Regions from separate parts of the Neogale vison genome. Here region 1 is linked to region 2. The links are chromatin contacts, called in public Hi-C maps. All regions are on one chromosome and are shown on one strand. The core of a region is the stretch at or near the end of the contact, and the rest is flanking DNA. Distances in the headings are between cores, read along the strand shown. Region 1 holds the start of NDUFA6 (NADH dehydrogenase [ubiquinone] 1 alpha subcomplex subunit 6). Region 2 holds the start of NFAM1 (NFAT activation molecule 1).

Region 1 (2,989 bases), core at 422-2,921, 280 kb before region 2:
CCTGCTTTAAGTAACAGTAATAATAATCGTAATAATAAAAACAACAGTGGCGGGCGCCTGGGTGGCTCAGTGGGTTAAGCCGCTGCCTTCGGCTCAGGTCATGATCTCAGGGTCCTGGGATCGAGGCCCACGTCGGGCTCTCTGCTCAGCAGGGAGCCTGCTTCCTCCTCTCTCTCTGCCTGCCTCTCTGCCTACTTGTGATCTCGCTCTGTCAAATAAATAAATAAAATCTTTAAAAAAAAAAAAAAAACAACAGTGGCGGCCAACATTCAATGAGTACCTAAGTGCCAAGGCTTCCCCTCAGCACTTTAAATATACTACCTTTTTAATAAGTCTACTCTCTGAAGAAGGTATCACCATGATGCTCGTTTTACAGAGGAGGAAACTGAGGCACAGCAAGATGAAATAATTTGCTCAAGGTCACACAGCTAGTAAGAGGCAAGGTCTGGGGACAAGTCTGTGTTAACTACCACACTCTATTGCTTCTCACACACACGTAGGGAAGGGACAGCCCAGAGGGGAGCTCACTTACGAACACCTTCCCTCTTAGACCAGCAGTGACGGTCCACACTAAAACACACTCCATCAATCTACAAAACAACAAAATATCGACAGCCTCTAACGTTCCTACCGTCCTTGACAGTTTATTTCCCAGATCTTTTCTCAACAGGGACATTGGGCAGTGCCGAGGGGGAACACCGAGATAAGAAAACAGAATCTCTGCAACCGGGGACCTCAGTATTTCAATCCTTCCAGTGACTGGTTCTGGGGCATCTAAGTGAAGGCAGGGGACAGCGAGGCAGTAGGGGGCAGGTCATGCGAGGGGAGGGAACGGAGTTCCTAAGAAATGCTAGAGGCAGGCAGAGCTGGGGAGCAAGCTCGGGAAGCTGTGGGAGGCCACCTCACTTGGACTGGAAAAGCCACCAAACACTGACTTAACTGGATGACCTTGGGAAAGTCACTTCCCTTCTCTGGTGGTCTGTTTTTCCGTGGCGGGTGGGGGTGGGCGTGTGCGAGACAGATGACCACTCAAGCCCTACACCCACTTTCGGCTCACAGAACCTAATGGGCACCTGTAAATACAGTCAGCAACTTACAGCTGACTTTGGGTTCCAGATCCACCAAGGCTGGCTCTGGGCCTCGGGGGCATCACTTCGCCTCTAGGTGCCTCACATCCCTCACCTATAAAACAAGCCTGTCACCCACAGTCCCTCCCACGGAATCGGTAACAATTACGGGGACGAAAAGGGCCAACGCGCCCAGAGCGCCTAGAAGCGCGGTTCGGACGCAGGTCACGGTTGCTTTTGAGACCGGCGCCGCCGCCGGGTCGGGTCCACCAATGCTTGGGTGACCCTCCTCCCCTGAAGCACCCGGAGTCGCCTGTGCCCAGGTCGGTGACCTCAGCTCGTCCCGGGAGAAATGGGAGGCCAGGACGGCTGCGACCTTGGGCGGCTGCATCCGGAGCCCCGCTTGCGCCGCGGCCTCTCACCAGTGTTCGGCACCTCTCGGTACCAGGCGCGGTACAACTCGCGCACCCTCCGCTTGGCTTCGTTCATGTCCCGACTAAAAATGGGCTTCACTGAAGTGGGCACCGTAGCAGCAGCCCGCCGGAGGCCGCTCGCCGCCATCTTGCTAAAGAAACCACCTTCAGTGGGGGCGGCCAAAGGACGAAAGTCTTTTGTCATTGGCTAAAACTAAAAGCCACGCCCCCAAGCGCCATGGGTAGGCGGGAGGATAGCTGTGGGACTCTCTGACTGGCTGGGAGGACGCTAGGGGATGCGCATGCCCAGACCCGGAAACCCCAGCTCAGCTGTTGGTGAGGTTGGCCCAACCTCGCCGCCAGGAGACGCTCGAGCGCCAGGCTGGCCGCGGAGCCGCAGCCTTGGCGTCCTCCGTTGTCCCGCCGGCCACCACCAGCTCGCCGCGCTCCTTTGGTTGTGCCTGTGGGCGCGCGGGTCTCGCAGAGCTTCGCGGGTCGCTTTCCCCGGGCCGGGGTCACGGGTCCCCAGGGGCAGCGGAAGCCCCCCAGGGCGCCTGGGCTTCCTTGGCGCCGGCCTGGGCCCTGTGCGGTTTCTCTGCAGCATCATTCTGTCCCCCACCCCCCACCCCCCACCCCAATAAACCAACTCTTCGGAAGCGCTGGGTAGCCGCCAAAGCTCTTTCCTGGCCGTTGCCCTCCTGGCGCTTCTCCACGTCCCGGGAAGGTGGGCTCTATCATCAGCCCCGTTTCAGACAAGAACCTTTTCATCCTAACCTGTGCATCTCCGTGAGAAGCGGCCCAGAAACGTGGAGCCGGAGGCAGGCTTGCATCGACTGTCCTGCGTGTCCCCTCCGTTGTGATATTTTTCTACTGAGGTTGTCATCTGGCCATCCCGGGTGGGGGGTCCGGAGGTGCTAAGGGAGAAATAACAGCTAACGCATGGCAGGCCGCACACTAGACCATTTTACCTGATCTTCTTTAATCTCATGGATCAGAGAGCTTCTGTTAGCACCCCAGGAAACAGGTGGTTTGGGGTCAAGGTCACGTGCACCTTGTGAGGGTGCTGGGGGAGGGGCAGGAGCAGGGGCTGAGCTCAGCTCTGAGACCCCAGCCAGCACGGAATAGGGCCCTGCAACTATCCCAGCCTTTCCCGTTTTAAAGGGTAAAAGAAAATCCGATTTTTGTTCTTGCATTGCCTTTTAAAATGTGTCTGCTTTTAAGTGAGTTACTCATTCAAAGGAAGCTTGCACCATATACGAGTTCAAAGCATGATAATAAAATGGAAACCTTGAGGCCTCAACCACAACCTCAAAAAGTGGTGATAGAGTTAAGGATTATATAAGCAGACTGTGCTCTTGACAGCCACTGATTTGAGTTCTCCAGGCACATTAACTTGTTCATGCATCACAACACACCTGTGGGATCAGCACCTTTAAACCCATTTTACAGATGAGAAAACAGACACACAGAGAGGAAGTTACCGGGCAGGGCTGGCTTGAGACCCAGGCA
Region 2 (3,159 bases), core at 197-2,696:
TTCACTTGATCCTCCCGGCAGGGCTGGTATTATAACCCTCATCGTCCAGAATTAGTGAAAGAGGAAAAATCGGGCAAATGACCTGCTCAGGGTCACAGAGGGGATGAGGGGCGTACCTGGGGGCAGAGACCAGCGTTTTCCTGATGGACACATGCCCAGAGTGAGACAAGACTCTCCCGGCGAGTTCTGTTGCGGGAAGGCAGCAAGGACTCAGTGCTTCCTCCTCAGCCCCTGCCACGCGGAAAGTAATCCTTAAGATCTGGGAGAAGAAAAAAAAAAACAAAGATGGCATCATTTTTCAGTATTTATCCATGTTTGCCGTGTGCCGAGGCCCTGTTAGGCTTGGCATCCTGGTACAACCGTGTCCCTGGGAAGGATAAGCACTGAGCAGGTGGCTCGGGGGAGCGCCTCACTGGAGGTCCTCAGGTGGACCAAAGGCTTTGGTCTTGAACTAATGGTACCACCCTGGTCCCCACTGGCCATACGGGACAGCCCCAGGTTGTCCTGTGCCAATGGCGCCACCTGGTGGCAAACAGGGGAAGGCTCACCCGAAGTGCCTCTCCCTGTCCCTTCTTTTCCTTCTGCCGAGGCTGCCACCCAGCAAGCTCGGTGGGGGGCTCGAGAAGCAGCTTGATGGAGTGGCCGGAGCAGGGCGGGAGAAGGGGGGGGTTTCGGGGCAAGCGGGGCCGGGGGCGGGGTGCAGGGAGCCTGTGGGAACGGAGTGCTGGGCCTGCTGGCTCTCTCTGCAATGCCCTTCCCAGGGACCTGAGCGTCCTTTAGAGCTTGCCCCCCTGGGTTCTAACAAGCTGCTTTGCTGGAAACACTTTATGAAATCTGCTTGGGGGAAGCCATCAGAGTCCGTCACTGGCCACCAAGCAAACCAGTCCCACGGTTTTGCGGTGACAACCGGAGACTTTCTGAGCAGGGCTCCCACAGTGAGTTCAGCCAATTAAGGAAACAATTAGCCTCCCCTGAGGCTAATTCATGCATTGTCACCCCACACAGTTCTGTGGTTTTATGAGCCAGAGGGCCTCAGTGTCCCGTGGGCAGAGGCCTGTGTGTGGCCGCTGGTAATTATGCAGATTTCTGGCCCCACCCCAGAGATCTAGCTCTGAGAGCCCAGGGCATCTGAATTTTAACATCCCGTAGTTCTCACACTGGAGAAACTGCCCGAAGCACTTTCAAGTCACATTCCCAAGGGGCTGTGGGCAGGGTGGTGGCCGCCTTCCAGGAGGCCGGCTTGGAAGGAGCCAGGGGGAGCCCTTCAAAGAGATTTGATCCTCCTTCATTCCCTCTGCCCCTTCCCCCTCCCTTGGAAGGCCAGCAGGTGTCCAGGGAATAGAGAACAAGCACCTCACCGTGCCCCCCTCCTTACCTTCTAAGCCAATGGGGGCCGTTTCCTCAGCCACCATGGATTTGATGAAAAGTGGTTGGGAGTGGGGTGCCTGGGTGGCTCAGTGGGTTAAGCCGCTGCCTTCGGCTCAGGTCATGATCTCAGGGTCCTGGGATCCAGTCCCGCATCGGGCTCTCTGCTCAACAGGGAGCCTGCTTCCCTCTCTCTCTCTCTGCCTGCCTCTCTGCCTACTTGTGATCTCTCTCTGTCAAATAAATAAATAAAATCTTTAAAAAAAAAAAAAGTGGTTGGGAGTGACAGGAGGGAAAGAGTTTGCAAAGAATAAGATGTGAGTTGGAAGTAGCTGTTCTGGGGCACCTGGGTGGCTCAGTGGGTTAAAGCCTCTGCCTTCAGCTCAGGTCATGATCCCAGGGTCCTGGGATGGAGCCCCGCAAGGGAGCCTGCTTCCTCCTCTCTCTCTCTCTCTCTCTCTCTGCCTGCCTCTCTGCCTACTTGTTATCTCTGTTCAATAAATAAATAAAATCTTAAAAAAAAAAAAGAAAATACCTGTTCTGCCTTCAACTCTTATTGAGCCTCTTTCTAGTACTGGTCTCTGTGTGGGGCTTGGGGGACGGGCAGAGAGCAACATGGGTCCAGCGTGGGGCCATGGGACGGGTACGGACACCCAGGGTGTGTGGTTAGCCATGAGGAAATCTGTGGAGGGTGACAGGTCTGGGATGGGCAGCGGGAGACACTTAGAAAGGGTGGGGAGTGGGAACAGGAGGAGGGACAGGAGAGGCGGTCCCCAGTGGACTTTTGTCTAGGAGCTGAACCCTGTTAAGGCTTCAGAGTTGGGGACAGGGGGCTGGGCAGGGGCAGGGGAATCTGTGGGAATTCCCCCATCAGCTTGGCTTGATTCCTCAGGGGAGCTTCTCTCCTGCTCTCCCTCTCCCCTCTGCCCAGAAGGTTCTTTTCCTCCCACTTCCCTTCAGTGTACTAAGCTAGGCCACTTTTTCCCTAAATACCCCATGCCTGGGGAGACCTGGGTCACAGGCAGAAGGCCCTGGTTCCAGAGACAGCAAAGAACGCAGGCCAGCACCTCTAATTCTTAGAGGAGTCTAGAACTACCTCCAATGACCCACCAGAAACGTTGAATCCCTCTATCATTCATTCAACAAACCTTTTGGGGGCATTGCCCTCCATCTAGGGCGGAGCCTGACTCCCACACACCTGAGTCACAAACCTGTGGGAACCCAGTGTGAGGAGGACACAAGCCCAGACCAGGCTGAGCCCGCCACGGACGCCAAGGCCAGGGCATTCACAAAGGCTCAGTGAGAAGCTTCTAGGAGTAGGAGAGAATGAGCCAGCCAGAGGGACTGGGGCGTTAGGTCCCAAGCAGCAGGGGTGGGAGGGGGGACCAGGGGAGCAGGACCTGGAAGGCCTCCCCCATCCCCATCCTTTCCTGAAACTACCTTTGCTGTCTGGTGACAACGGTCAGATAAATAAGACCATTTATTTTTCTGTTAAAAAATTACTGGTAGTACCACCAGTATCGATTTCTACTGTTTTCATTTCGCGTGTACAGATTTTCAGCCACGACTGAGTTGAGCCGCTTTCCGGCTCTGGTTCACAGAAGCCCTGGCATCATTTATGATAGGGTTTCTGAGTGGAAAGATTTTTCTTTGGAACACGGCTCGTTCAGAAGTGGAGACCCTCCCTGCAGTCACTGGGGTGAAAATCCCGTTCTACAAAACGCCCAGCAGCCCCCACGAGATGCTGCCCGTCTTTCTAGGACCAGAAGTCTCCAGAGGACACGTGGATCCACA

What was found. A called contact is a pair of places that touch in the nucleus more often than the background predicts.
Region 1: a contact with region 2 is called in a Hi-C map of fibroblasts, with 6 times the contacts expected there. The contact joins the promoter of NDUFA6 here to the promoter of NFAM1 in region 2. A contact is called at or near these places in 2 of 3 Hi-C or Micro-C datasets (fibroblasts and muscle).

What each region holds. Positions count from the first base shown.
Region 1 is chr12:6,707,680-6,710,668 of ASM_NN_V1, reverse strand. NDUFA6 (NADH dehydrogenase [ubiquinone] 1 alpha subcomplex subunit 6) reads right to left here and starts at 1,671. Exons shown (of 3, transcript XM_044227868.1): 1 at 1,490-1,671. The coding sequence starts at 1,628.
Region 2 is chr12:6,429,724-6,432,882 of ASM_NN_V1, reverse strand. It overlaps NFAM1 (NFAT activation molecule 1), which reads right to left and starts at 1,446. Exons shown (of 7, transcript XM_044226672.1): 1 at 1,376-1,446; 2 at 117-259. The coding sequence starts at 153.